3 separate regions of the Sus scrofa genome follow, and regions 1 and 3 are each linked to region 2. Evidence: chromatin contacts called from public HiChIP or PLAC-seq and promoter capture Hi-C data. All regions are on one chromosome and are shown on one strand. Each heading gives the region's core, a stretch centred on a gene start, on an enhancer-like site or on the middle of the called end of the contact. The rest is flanking DNA. Distances are from core to core; before and after follow the strand shown. Region 1 holds the start of CSK (c-src tyrosine kinase). Region 2 holds the start of PML (protein PML). Region 3 holds the start of CLK3 (dual specificity protein kinase CLK3).

Region 1 (4,558 bases), core at 1,303-3,802, 700 kb before region 2:
GTGTTCTCGCAACGAGCTCAGATTCATTTCCCTGGGGCCTGCCTGCCCCTCAGCTCTGGCCTGGTGTCTGGGACATCTATGAAAGGAGGGCCTTTCCAGCTTGGGACAGCACCTCAGCACATGAGGCTCCCTCCTTAATTTCTCTTGCCCAGACCCCAAACCTTTGGAGTGTCTCTCTGGGACCATGAGCCAAGGTTTCAAAATCCCCCAAGAGCTGGAGCCCAGAACTGGACCCAAGCTGTCCTGCCCGCTCAGGCTTGTGGGGGCAGCCACGTCACTCTGCAGGCCCTGGTCCTCTGTTTCTGTCTCTGCCTGCAGTCTGGTCTGCTCTGGGGTGGCTCAACCCCTTGGGGCCTGGTGTCCCCTGCAGTGGTGCTGGGGACCATCTTCTGGTCCTTCTCTGTCCCAGACCCCCGACGCAGAGAGAAGAGCAAGGAGGAAGGCACCAAGGTGGCCAGATAAAAAGGGAATCCCTGCACATATGTTTGCCAGAAGACAGACCCCTAGTTTCTACAAGGGCCTCGGGACCCCAGGCTGCACTCAACAGTTGGTATAAAGGCACCCAATGATGTCAGGCTTCAGCCCCAGACCCTCAGGCTGGAAAGGAAGTTAGGGTTGGGTGAGGGGAGCCTCACCGGCCCACCACATCTGTATCCCCTCCACCATGCATGTCAGGGCAACCGGAAACAACTCTAAATCAAGGGCAGAGGCCTAAGCAAGACAAAACTGCCAGATGCCCCGAGGGGCCCCAGATATGGCTCAGTATCCTCCAGGGAACCTCCCACACTTCCAGGAGCCAGAGGATGCTGCCACAGTCCCAATCTTCTTCCTGCTGCCTTCACCCTGTTCCTGCGGGGCCCCACCGAGAAAGACATTGGGACCATCAGGGTGTGGGGAGCTTGGAAGAGACCCCCTGGGTGTGCTCGCTCTGACAATGCTCCTATGCCAAGGCTATACGAGGCTTGCTCCCTGTGGACACAGGGCTCTCACATTCTGCATCCAGATCCATTCATGCTCCTATACCAGCTGGGCCAAAGGGTCAGGAATGACGATCAGGCTGTTTCAGCTCAGCACCAGGGCTACACCCCACGGGTGCCCCCGCATGCCACTTCCCGTCAGTAAGACCCAGCCTCAAGCACCAGAGGGAAATCCCATGGGCAGTGCTGATTCGGTCTGAGCCCAGACCCAGGCAGAACCGTCACCGGAAGCCCTCTCCCTCCTCTCTAGCCCTCTGCAGGGGAGCACGTGCTCACCCCACAAGGTCCCATGGGCCAGGCTGGGGGCTTATGGCCCCAGTGGGTAAAGGCTTATGCCTGGTTTCCCTGTACCCATAGCAGTCCAGGTGTTGTGGGGTGGTGGTGGGAGGGGATGGATGACGGAGGGACAGACAGCCTAACTCTGCCAAAGGCCTGGGATAGCAACTTCCCCCTTTGAGCCTCAGCCCCCCAGCCTACAAAATGGGAGGGGAGGTGAACCCTTAGTTAAGCTCCAAGGATCTGGTAGCTGGACACACCCCTTCCTGACAACTGGCCTGGCCTCCAACGAGCCTGGGAGAACAGAAAGGGCTGACCAGGACGCTAGGAGGTGGGGACCCACCTCCTAATGCCCAGTGTCACCTCCACCGAGGCCAGAGGCCCTGCCTAGTTTCCCACCCAAGGGTCAGATGTCCCTGGGCTTAGGCCTGGTCTTCTAAAAGTCCGAAGATGATAAGCTCAACCTCTGGCAGGCTCAAGGGAGGCGGCTGGACCCTGGGCCTCCGCAGAGGGAATGAAGGAGGGGTCAGAACCAGGCAGGCCAAAAAACCTGCAGGCCTGCAGGGAGGCCCTGGGCAGGGAATGGCAAACAGCCCATTCTCCTGGGCTCTGGTCCACGCTGACCCCTTCCCCTCCGCTCCAGCCAGCCCCAATACGGGGAAAGGACAGACTCCGGGTGGCCTGAGACAAGTCTGAGGGGCTGGGAGGGCAGTACCTCCCTCGTGAGCCCCCCTCCCAGACGGGCTGACAGTGACTCCCGGGAGATTTCGAACCCGGGAAGGAGGGGGTAAGGGAGTGGGGGATGGGTGTGGACGCCACGGCAGCTGCAACAGAAGCAACAGAAGCGGGACGTACAACCTCCACCCGTCTTCCCCTTGGGAAGCACTCGGACGCCCACCTCCTTCAGGGCCTGCCAGACACTCACCTTTTTCGGGGCACTGCGGTCCGGGCCACCTCGCTGCGGGCAGCATCAGCGGCCTGCGGGACGGTCCATGCGGCCAGCCGAGAAGGGAGGGGCGCAGGGGTCCCCGGGGGGTGCGGTACAAAGAGGTCTGGGTGCGAAAGGAGGGGGAGGAAGGACGGCCAGACAGAGGCAGGGGGATGGCTGCGCGGCCCGGGTCGGGGAGGGAAGAAAGGCGGGGGAAGGGGGGCGGGAGGGACTCAGGGGGAGGAAACAATGTAGCCGGTGAGGCCCCGGCAGAGTTCCGCTTCCAAACGCCGACACCAAGGCTCGATCTGGGGACGTCGCGCCGGCTGCCCCGGGCTGCCCCGGACGCTGGCTCGGGGGCCGCAGGGTCTCTCCACGTTCCACGCCCCGGAGACTCCTGCGGCCAGAGGCTGCCTGGAGCGGGAGGGACGGCTGGCCGGGGGATAGCCCCGACGGCGGCGCTGCCGGGCGATGGCCCAGCTCGGACCCCACCCCGGCAGGACCTCCGGACAGGGTGCGGGGTGGGGCGGGAGCGAGAGGGCGGCGGCGGTCTCAGCGGCGGCGGCCAAGCTCGGCTCGCCCTGGGCTCCGCTGGGAGGAAGCTCGCAGGCCTGGCGAGAGGAAGCGCGGCCCCGGATCCTCCGCCCGCGGCAGCGCGCCTGCGCGAGGGAGCCAGCCGGGAGCACGGCGGGGCGTGGGCTGGCGGGAGGACAGCGCCCTCTGTCGGGATCCCGGGGCACTGCGGGGGGTGTGTCCGCGCCCAAGCCCTGCCCCCACCTGCCCGCCCGCGTCGAAGGCTTCAGAAGGTCCCTCACTGAGGGCCGAACAGTCCGCCTTGGAGCAAACGCCAAAACTTCCCTGGGGAACAGCTCTCCCTATGCAGAAGCGACCTCCTTCTTCTCGTATCTTTTTGTGGAGAATGGGTCTCGCTCGCAGCAGCATTCATTCATTCATAGGTGTTTCCTGGCGCTGATGTTGCGACAGGCCCTGTAATGAAGACCGCTTCATTACTGCCAAGGAGTTCCCAGAACTGGCAGGCCAGCAGACAAGCGCTAAGAAATAATTGATAAAAGTGAAGAAGTGTGTACAGGTCCACAAGAAGCAGAAAAGAGGGAAGGGTAATGGGCAATCTTCATAAAGCTGGGACCCCAGGCAGAAGGAACAGCATGGACAAAGGTAGGGAGAGGTGAGAGCCATTTGGTGGCTCTGGGAACTGTAAATAGCTCAGTATGGCTGCAGTTTGCAGTGTGGGTCCAGGAGAGTCCTGGGAGATGGCGTCCCCGACAGCCGCGGAGACAAAAGAGATCCAAAAAGACTGATGGGACTTTTCTTGGACTTTGTTTTCGAAAAGCCTGGCAGCAATGAGGAAGTTGTCAGTAGCTATGTGACCTTGGGAAAGTTACTTAACCTCTCTGGGCTCTAGTTTACCAAACAGGGAAAGTAACAGCACCAACTTCTTAAGGTTTTGTGGGGAGGAAATGAGTTAATACATTTAAAGAGCTTAGCATGCAGTGGCAGGCACATGGTCAGTCCTTAGCCAAGTATTGCCTGTTATTATATATTACAGTTAACAGGATGTCATCTGCTCTGAGCTACAGGAGCTGATGTGCATGTGGGGGGGGGGGGGAGCATACAGTTTTGGGGGCAGGGCAGTGATGGTGGAAAGACCAGAGACTCCAGTGTAGGTGGGGGTGGGGGGGCACTATCCTAGGGACTGGGCCCTGAAGGAAGAGTCTGGTTTGGGTGGGCAGAGGGGAGGGGCATACTGTGGTGGGGGAAATGAGGTGTACTTGCAAAGTCTTGAAATTCAAAATAAGTGAGGGGCTAGGGACTGAGAGGGACAGTAAAGGGCCCTGTGGGAGAGTGAGCTGAATGTGCAGTGTGGCTGTACATTGCACAGAGAGGAGTTGGGTTTGCCTCCCGAGACAGACCACAGAATGGCCCTCCGACCCAGTGCACCCCTGGGCCAGCTTTCCAGTACGGAGCCAGCCCTTCAAGGAGTGAAGCAGTAGTCCCACCCCTGCCCTTAGGAGACATCCACTAAGTCTCAGAGATGGCTGTGGTGTGATGGGGAAAAGTATGAATTTGGAGTTCAAATCATAAAGTTAAATCTCAGTGGGGCCGCTTCCCAGCTGTGTGACCTTGGGCTAGTTACTTAACGTCTCTGAGCTCAGTTTCCTCCTCTGTAAGATCAAGCTCAAAAAGGCACCTCTTTCACAAGAGATGGTGCAGATCTAGCAAGATAACGGCCTAGGGGTGAGGGAGGTGGGGAGGGCGCTCAGCTTGGCTGGTTTCCCTTTCTTTCCTCTGAGGTCAAGATGGAATGATAAATTGGGACCGGATGGGGCCACCTCTCAGGCTGAAGGGAAGGCCTTCA
Region 2 (4,819 bases), core at 1,887-4,386:
CTGGAAAAACATTCAAAACTAGTAACAATGGTTACCTGTGGAGAAGTGGTGGGTATTAGGCAGATGGGGCACAGCGTGGAATGGGGACTCCCCCCTCTCTATATTTTGTTTTTTATTTTTTTGAACCACATAAATGTATTATCTATCAAAAAATTAAAATCCTGTGCTGTTCAGTAAAAATAATTATAATTGGACTTGACTTTTTTTTCCATACAAACACTCTCAGATAGCATGGTGTTCCGGTTTTGACTTTTCAGATAGAAACTAACTACTCACACCTCAGCCTAGAATCTAGCTGTACTGAGACTCCATGGCAGTGCTTGTGGAAAATTCCATTATAAGACTTTCTAAAGGGCAGTTTGGTAATATGTATCGAAACATAAAACTTTCATACCCCTTCACCTAGCAAAGGCATTTCTGAAAACTTATCCTAAAGAAATTCCTGAATATGCGTGCAAAGATGATTCTGCAGCATTATTTCTTATAAGGGAAATTGGAAACTATTACTATCCATCCATTTGCATTCGATAGCACAAAGAGTATCATCACCACTGACGCAGCTAGTCTTCGAGCCACACTTTGAGTTGTAAGACCTTAGAAGCTCCCCGTCCCACGTTCCTAGTGGGACTCTATTATCTCTGCTCCCCGCATCCTCTACCCCGCTCCTAGATGCGCCACCCACACCCTGGGCCAGTCCGCTCACCTAGTCAGCGCAGGGCTGCGGTGGTTGGGGTTGGAGCAGAAGATGTTGTTTGACTTGCGCGTGCAGTCCAGGAACTCGCCGACCGACTGGCTGCGGAGCTCGGCCAGCGGCCTGGCCTCGTGCTTGAGGAACCACTGATGCGCCTCGACACACTTGGCGCAGAGGAGCTGCTCACACTCAAAGCACCAGTAGTTGGCTGGTTCTTTGCAGCGGGTGCAAAGCGCCTGCGAATCCATGATCTGCCGGTACACGGACAGGCGCCGCTGCAGGCTCTCGAAGAAGACGTTATCCAGGGCCTGCGTGTCAGCGCCTTGGGGCCAGGGTGCCTGGCAGATGGGGCACTGCAAGCCCGGCTGCGGCAGGCATCCTGAACACAGCGTGTGCAGACAAGGTAGCAGCTTGGGGCATTTGGCTTCCTTCCGGCAGCCCTGGCAGCGCAAGAACTGGAACTCTTCTTCCATGGCTTGCTGGGGGACCAGAGAGGGAGGTGAGACCCGAAGTTCCAGGAGTCCCCACCCAACACGTGCTTGCCCCTATGGCTGGAGGCTGGGAGTGGAACTTACTATTCCATACCAGGCTGTCACTGGATGAGGCAAAACCCATCAGCACCCCAATCCTCCGTTTACTCAAACCTTCCCACACTTACTCCACAATTTACTGAGCACCTGCTTCTCCTAAGACACGGTACTAGGCCCATCCTATACACGGATGTATAGCACACATCCCTGCCTTCAAGGAACTTAAGTTTAGAAAAGAGATTCATTAAGTGTATGTCATATAACCTCATATAAAATACCAAAATACACTTTGGTAGTTCTTCAAAAAGTTAAACGTAGAACTACCATATGATCCAGCAATTCCACTCCTAGATATATACCCCCAAAAACTGAAAACAAGTACCCAGATACCCATTGTTCTACACACAGCATTATTCACAATAGCCAAAAAGCACAAACAACCCAAGTACCCATCAACAGATGAACGGATAAACAAAATGTGGTATACAATGGAATATTATTCAGACTTCAAAAGGAAATTCTGATACATGCTACAACATGGATGAACCTTGAAGACATTATGCTAAGTAAAATCCAATACAAAGGGAAAAATGTTGTAGGATTAAACTTATATGAAATATCCAGACTAGGCAAAATCAGAGACAAAAAGTAGATTAGAGGCTCTCAGCCACTGGGGGAAGAGGGGAATAAGGAACTATTACTTAGACGGTACAGACTTTGGATGAAAAAACTCAGGAAAGATATGGGTGATGGTTACACAACATTACCAACGGCTTGAAGCCACTGGCTTTTACACTTAGAAAAGGATAAAACACACATAACACATAGATGTTATTGTATTTTACTACCAAAAAAATGCTAAACACAATACGTGGCACATGAAAAGTGTTCATAAAGGTTAACGGTATTGTTAATATTATTCCTGGGTGTGATAAAGCAGATAATAAAAGTTACTGCAATGTGGTCTTACGTGTACTTTCAAGAGGAAGAGTAAAAAGGGCCTGTTAGAACACAGAGCAAGTGATGTAAGTAGTTCCTTTGATGTGGGAGGCTGGGGAGTCTGTGCAGGAGGAGACTAATAAACTCCTATTAAACCCTTTGGGGATGGGGGTTGGGAGGGCAGAGGACTCGGAGAAAAGGATCCAAGAAGCTTCCTAAAGGGGGAACCACAGGAACTTGAGGCCTTAGCCAAGACACCTACCTCTCTGCCACTTTCTGATCTAAGAACTAGGGTTCTGGTTTTTCAACGCCTGGGACATACTCGGGGCTCCCAAGCCAGTGCAATAAGGCTGCTATTTCCTTTCGTCCTAACAGGTGGGGTCTTTCACCTGAGGCAGGGATAAGAGGTAAGTCGCCAGCGTGGGCGCAAGAGTCTGGTCTCCAGTGCCACTGACCCTCAGCATCTCACCCCGCTGCTAGTAGAGAATCACAGTCCAGAGAGGCCCACCTAACTCATCCTGGTCCCCTTTTCTACTTTCGCGCATCCCTACCCCAATCGAGAAGGTCAGAACCCTTGGGCCTGATCTTCCCTCTTTGTGTCACTCTTTAAGGTACCTGACCAAGTTTCCTTGTCCTTTCCCATCTGTTCTCCCCCACCCACCCACCCCTACCCCGTCCTCCGACCAAAGCAAATCAACAAAGCCTAAACCCCATCTCCCCAAACGCAGTAGTACCTCTGTGGGGCTGGGGCTGGGGCTGGGCTGGTGTCCTTCGGTGGGGGCTCCGGGGGCGGCATGGTGGGGGCCTGGGGCAGTACGGGGTTCTGCTGGGGCCCCGGAGATCGGGCGGGTGCCGGTTCCTGCTGCATGGAATCCAGCGCAGTTTCGTTTCTCGGTTTTGATCTGGGAGGGCGGGAGAAGCTGAACCAGAGGCGTGCGCGAGAGCACTGAGTTCCCGGAGCAGTTCAAAGGGGAGGTGCCCGCTCTGGGCCCGCCTCCCGAGAGGAAGTGAGACGCGAGCTGTGGGGGGAGGCTCTAGGGCGGAGAGGCCAACTGTGGGTTTTGAAGGCTCGTCCAGAACGGGGAGCAGGGAGAGGGAGGAGAGGAGTAGACTCAGAGGTGGACTTTGGCAGAACTGACCCCGAGGGAGGCAGCCCCCGCCCTCGGCTTTGAAACGTTCATTCAGCTCACACTGGCTCAGCTTTTGTGCCAGCCCTCCGCGGGGAGCCGGGGCCGCAAGGATCTCATTCCCTGCTTTGGAAGAGCAGGCCCCTCCGTGGAGATTTTTCACACAGTATTGAGACTAGCTGGAAAGGAAGTGTCTCACTGGGACTTGAAGGAATGGTGGGAATTTACCAGGGATTCAGAGATTGCAGGACTCTTTACACAGAGAGAACAGCACGTGCAAAGGCGTGGAGGTTTGAAACAGGAGTGCCTGTTTAGAAACTAGTTTTGGTTATTTTCAGATTTAAGAGGGGACCCATGTAATGTCAGCCTAGGAATGGGCTGGGGCAAGATGGTAGCTAGGGAGACCCGACCTGTACTGTGGGCAATAGAGAGTCAGTGAAGGGTTTGGAAGCCAGGAGCAACAGGATCCTTTGCGTATGCTGGGACAGTCACTCTGACGACCAGGGCCCAGTGGTCTGGTCTAGGACAGTGGCTGTGGGATGCCTGGGAGGACCTGAGTCAGAGACACTGGGAGTAGACTGTGTGGAGATGAGGGGAATGGGACGATGCCCTGTGTGACCATTGGAAGGGCTGGTGAATCCGAGGCAGTAGAGAGTGGGGAAAGCTGGCAAGCAGGAATGGGAAAAGTGAGGGGAGAGCAGGTTTGCTCTTGGCCAAAGGAGAAGCCCAGGCCCCCAGCTGGTGTGGGGAGAAAGCACAACTCCAGGTGGCATCACTGGGCCAATGCCGCTGTCTTCAAACTTCAAAGCATCCCAGCCATTGTGCGGACTCCCATTCCTGTTCTGTACCCATTCTGTGCTCAGCTCCAGCTTGGGACAGACTATAGAGGGATGATAACAGGGCCTTGCTCTTGTAAAGCTTATAGTAGGGAAGGATAACTAACTTCCCAGGGACAGTGAGAAGCCTCAGGAACCTACCCTATCCTGCAGCTTGATCAGTAAGGAGTCATCTGCAGAAGGGACCTGGAAGTGGTCTATGGCTGAGGGGCCTGAAGAGGCAGGAGTGGCATGTGTGAGACAAGGAAAGCTTTTTAATTTCTTTGCCCACTTTGGGAGACAGACTGCCCAAAATCTTGTTGGAAATTACTGCTTCTCAGAGTAAATTCACCATTTGCATTTGAGTTTTCTCAATTGGTGGAGAGGCAAGTTACCTCTGCGTACCTGGATCAGGGGGCTGCTCTTTCTGCACCTGCAGAACCAAGGATCTCACCTCTCTGGTGCTCGGAGGGCTGCTCTGGCATAACACTGTGCGATCCCCTTGTTTCTTACTCTGCCATGCTCCCTGAGGTCTGCAAATGAAATTTCTTGCATTTTGTACCCAGGTTCAGGCCCTCCTGACCCACAGTGACCTGGCTACCCCTTCTTTCCACAGGTAAGCACTGAGATCCACTCTGTGCCAGGCCCTGCTTGCTGGGCTGGGGGGAAACAAAGGAATAATTTGTTGATCATTCCATAGAGGAAACCCTAATTCTG
Region 3 (4,796 bases), core at 1,234-3,733, 540 kb before region 2:
AGCACCCTCAGACCACCTGCCACTGGTGCCATGCCAGGCAGTGCCTCACCTCTATCCCACTACTGTCCCCACTTCTATATTCTGAATTTCAGGAGGAACTAGAGGATCGGCTGTCTGGCAGGCTGTGTGCTTGGGAAAGCAGGCCAAAGGGGCCCCACCTCCCTATCCCTGGTTCAGTGTGGACTTACAGCCACCACAGGAAATTGCCATCTTGGATCAGCCATCAAACGAGAAAGATGGGTATGTGAGGCCAGCTCCCTGTTCCACCCACAATCCAAACCCTGACACTGCCTCCATAGGAAGGCTGGGCCTGAGCAATCCTTCCAGATAAATACTTTGTAACACCTCCTCAAGAGCTCAGACTGCTGCTCTCTTTTGGTGATCAGCTGACTAATGTTCACTGTTTCTCCCCAGTTAGGCTGGGTCACGTGACCAAGCTGTGGGATGAAGACGGTATCTCACATCTGTGTCACTAAGTGACATGGAAGATGCTTCAGTGGCCAGGGCAAAGGGCTTGCCCATCCTCACTGGGCAAAGCACCAGAGCTGGAAGTCACGGGGTCTAGTCCGTATCAGGCTAGACTCCTTCCTGGGACCTAGAAGATTCTTAGTGCACACATGTTCATGTTAGTGGAAAGAGCACAGCTTCAGTCACGCTGATGTCAACATGAATGCTGACATGGCCACTTCTAGCTTGTGCCTTTAGGCAGGTTATTAAACACCTCTACCCTTCAGCTTCCTCTTGCAACAAAGGAACAGTAATCACTTACAGGGTTTATGTCACATCTTAAAGTAACATGCCTAGTACATGCCCTTGGGTCAAATGCCTAGCATGGGTCACAAGAGATACTGAAGGCAGCTTTTCATTAAAAAGTTTCCAAGTAACACCTCTGGGTCTATGTTAAATGCCTTAAAAGCATTAAAGGTAGTTCATAAGTCCCAAGGGAGCAGAGGGGAGAGAGGTATAGGTAGAAAACCCTATACCTAAAGTAAATCCCAGTGCTGCCACTTGGCCTTGTGACCTTATACAAGTCACTCTGGGCCATGGTTACAATATCTGGAAAATGGAGATATGACCACCTCCCAGCCAAGTTGGCAAAGGGAATGACAAATATGAGAGATATAAAGTATCACACGCAAGGCAATCAGAGAGGACATAATCTCCCCTGTTTTAACACATTCTAGGCAGGTGAAATAATGGTAACACCAGATGCCCCTCATAATCCTCCCAGCTAGGGTTCTAGGGCCCATTTCTCCTCAATTATCTCTGATTCTCTGAGACCCCAGCAAACAGGTTGTAAAAGAAAAACAAGGGCCACAATTACGTTCCAGAAGGCTCTGCTTGGCACAATTAAGAAAAAGGTAATGTGAAAGAAACCAGGGCGAGGATGCCAGCTTTTCTCTGAGCACAGGCCTAGCTGTCTTCTCATTTGCTGTTCCTGGCCAGAGAACTGGGTTGACAAGAGCAGCCAGCCAAGTCAGCGGCAGCCCTGCCGGATCCCAGCCACCCCAGCGCCCCATGGTTATTTTTGGCTGACGCTGCCCCAACACTGCAACCTCAAACCTGCCACCTTGCAAGCCGCCACCACCGGGAGAAACGCTCCTCCTTTTCAAGGGCATGGAGGAGGGAAGCTGGAAGGCCGCCAACTCCGCCTCAACGGGGCCCTGGCTCAGGCGATTCCCACCCCAGCTCCACACCAGGACACCCGCACCCGGAACTAAAGCACAGAGACTCCTGGACCATGCAGCAGCCCGGGCATTTGTACTGTCAGCTTGGCTCGGCCCCTCCTCCGGGCTGGAGCGGCTCCATCATCACAACAAAACAATCAGGGGGCCCGCAGCCCTCGCTCGCGTCCTTCCTGACGCCGCGGGTCCCAGAGATCTGAGGCGGGTTCCTGGTAACCGCCGCCAATGGAGGCGAGGGGAGACCTGGGGTGGGGGAGGCGGGCAGGAGGAAAGCCAGCTTGGGCCGGAATCAGACTCCAAGCCGCGCGGAGAGGAGGAGTCTGCCGACCCAGCCTCGAGCCAGGGTTAGGGGAGGGGTCTGAAAGCCCCTCCAGGCTGTCGCAGGTAGGACCCTGACCCCATTCCGCGGGCAGGTATAGGGCCGAAGGTGGATCCCTGCAGGGCCCTCAGGGGCCTCTCACAGGTTCGGACTCGGACGCACAGGATCGAGAGACTGGGGTCTGCTGTGACCGCCCTCTGGGGGAGAAGCGGCAGGTCAGGGGTGAGAGGTCGGGGCCGCGGCCTGAGATGGGCCAAGAGAACGAAAGAGAGCAGACCAAGCCCGAACTAGAAGCCCGGGGACCCACACCCAGCGTACCCGCCCCTCTGACTCAACCCCCCGCTCCTCGTCGCGGGCCAGGGCCCCACACTCACCGTCTCCCAGGCTCCGGCTGAGGCTAGGCCCCACTCCCCGCTCCGAGCGCCTCTTCCGCTTCCGGCTCCGGCCTCCGCCCGTGGCGGGCCCGCCCCTCCCGTGACGCAGCCGTCGGTCGACTGAGCTCGGCGACTTGGCCCCTCTAGCCGTGAACTCGAAGACTCTGGAGGACCCGCCCTGTCCACCTGGGTCGCTGCGGCGGCGGTGGAACCTGGTTCCTGGAGGGCCGAGGGGATGTCCCCAGCCGCGGCCCGCCCCCTGCCGTGTCACGAGGCACGTAGGCCTCAAAGATGCGGCGGGGGGCACCGGTGGACAGGCGCTGAGAGCCGAAAGGTGGAGCCCCGACCCCGCCCAAGCCCGCTTGGCCTTTCCTTTCCTGAGCGCCGGGAGGAGGGCATTGTTTCGCTGTCGCCTCAAGTGAAAACTGGGTAGGCCTTGAGCGCCAGCCCGGCCTCGAGGCCCTGGAGGGCGCTAAAGCCCACGGAGGATCGGGAAGGAGGTTCCCGACTCCCGCTGATGTGAAAGAAGCAAATGAGACCTTATTCATGTGTGGAGGAGCTTTTTAAAGTCATGGCGGCGCGTCCAAGCCCGGTGTATGTGCACTGCAGTTTCTGGGAAGATACTGGAGAGTCACGTCGGCGGGGCCTTTGAAGGGAAAGGGACGGGTTCTGGGGTAAAAGGGGGTCTCGTTTTCCTTGAGCATTCTTGGGCACGGCAGTGAGCAGACCAGAGTTGTTTCTTAGTTCATAACCACCCGCGTCCCACCCCCGCCGAAGAAAAGCCCCGCGGCCCCCCTCACTCCTATTTCTCCCCTGGAGTCACCTGGTGACCTCTCTGCCCCCGCCGCCGGCGCGGGCTCACCGAAGCCCCGGCCACCTACTGCCCCGCTCTTGGTCATAGGGAGATAAGGAGGTCATCTTTTCCAGATGAGAAAACCGAGGTCAGGTCCTTTGGGAGACCTCGCGGTTTATGAGCGTGCACTCCCTGGCCCCCCCCCCCCCCCGGCTCTCGCTGGCGTCGGTCAAAGAGGGCGGGAGCGGCCTCTAATTGCCCCCTAGCCACGCCAGGGCCCAAGAAGGAGGGACACAGCATCCTTCCGGGCCCCGCCCCTCCCGGGGACTGAACTGCGAAGGCTGCAGCATTTCCCCAGCACCGCGTGGGCCTGCTTGTCACCACCCCTTTCCCCAGCCCCGGCCCCGCCTCCGCCCTCGCCGCAGCGAGGGCTGGTCACGCCCCTGACATCCGGCTAGTCTCCCAGCCACTGAGGCGGATTCCAAAAGGAAACGACCCCTCCGGAGTTGCGAGGCCTCTACAGTCTCTAACCTCTAGTTCCCCCTTAAACTGGGGTCTGACGGCATGGCTTGAGCAGGTGCTTAGTACAAATCTCCGTTAGTTCCACCACTCCCACTGCAAGTAAACAACCAAAGCCAAGTTCAAACGGGTTGCTTACTACACTAATGCAGCCTCAAGACCGACTCCCGGTCCCGGTCCAACCAAATGCACCCATTCCCCCCAATATAAATTCCGGAGCCGCTTCTACTGTGTAGTTGGCGACCGAGAGCCCGGCTGTCTCTGCCCCTAAATCCTGCCCCTTTAGGCTCCTGCCTCTGGGGTGGAAGATTCTGAGCAGCCATTTTTGCCTAGGCCTTTGCCCTATGCCAGAGGCCACACCAGCAGGGGTCCATCTAAGGGTTTCATCCATTAAGATGAGGTGGAAGGGCTCTGGTGTCTCCTCCTCCTACAGCTATGTGTTGCCTGCAGTTTCCATGGCTCCTGCAAGCTAGGATCACAACAGCAGCTGAGGGTGGAGGAGCTCAGAGCCCGGAGTCATGACCTGGGCACCAGTCTCTGAGCTGGTAAGTCAGGCCATCTTCCCACCATCCCTCCCACCATCAAGAACACAGGAGTCCCTGCCTCCTAGTAAAGAAACAGAGCTCTCTTTTTCAGAAATAGAATAGGAGCCATCTCCCAGCTCCTTCTCTAAAGTCTGCAGTCCAGCAGCTGTCCTACCTGATACTCTACCTTTAAGCCTCATTCTTCCCTCTTTGTTCCTAAGAGAACTCAGACCTAGATGAAAGAAAGGCAGAGTGTCAAGCACTTGGAAAAAGTGAAGTATGAGTAACTCTCCACCCACAATGCACTCCTCCCCCTCTCTCCTCCAGTGCTGGATGGCTGAGACCTTGGCAGCTGGTGGCCGGGGAGCTCAGGGGCCTGGGCCACCTTTAGAGGAGGACTGCTCCACATCCGCTGCCACTCAGGCCCAAGCTCTATCTCTAGGCCTCAATGCATGTGCCCACCAAGTCTTTGCTATGCGAGTGGAGGACATCAAGGAGATGCCTCTGCCCTGTACCTGCCCTGCCTCCAGCCACCTAAGCACCACAGCAGTTCTGGCCCCCTTGATTTCCCCATTTGCCCCC

The links. Promoter capture Hi-C pulls out the DNA fragments that hold promoters and counts their contacts. HiChIP or PLAC-seq counts read pairs in DNA pulled down with a chosen protein or histone mark.
Region 1: an H3K27ac HiChIP or PLAC-seq map of alveolar macrophages shows a contact between it and region 2. The contact joins the promoter of CSK here to the promoter of PML in region 2. A contact is called at or near these places in 1 of 47 Hi-C or Micro-C datasets (liver) and 1 of 2 datasets of contacts at active chromatin or transcription factors (alveolar macrophages).
Region 3: a contact with region 2 is called in a promoter capture Hi-C map of liver, with 2.7 times the contacts expected there. The contact joins the promoter of CLK3 here to the promoter of PML in region 2. A contact is called at or near these places in 1 of 5 promoter capture datasets (liver), 1 of 47 Hi-C or Micro-C datasets (heart right ventricle) and 1 of 2 datasets of contacts at active chromatin or transcription factors (alveolar macrophages).

What each region holds. Positions count from the first base shown.
Region 1 is chr7:58,752,482-58,757,039 of Sscrofa11.1, forward strand. CSK (c-src tyrosine kinase) reads right to left here and starts at 2,553. Exons shown (of 13, transcript NM_001190173.1): 1 at 2,179-2,553.
Region 2 is chr7:59,447,019-59,451,837 of Sscrofa11.1, forward strand. It overlaps PML (protein PML), which reads right to left and starts at 3,137. Exons shown (of 10, transcript XM_001925572.5): 1 at 2,944-3,137; 2 at 2,895-2,941; 3 at 704-1,170. The coding sequence starts at 3,028. It overlaps STOML1 (stomatin-like protein 1), which reads left to right and starts at 1,482. Exons shown (of 8, transcript XM_021099072.1): 1 at 1,482-2,246; 2 at 2,536-2,567; 3 at 4,669-4,718.
Region 3 is chr7:58,907,133-58,911,928 of Sscrofa11.1, forward strand. It overlaps CLK3 (dual specificity protein kinase CLK3), which reads right to left and starts at 2,484. Exons shown (of 13, transcript XM_001927924.7): 1 at 2,379-2,484.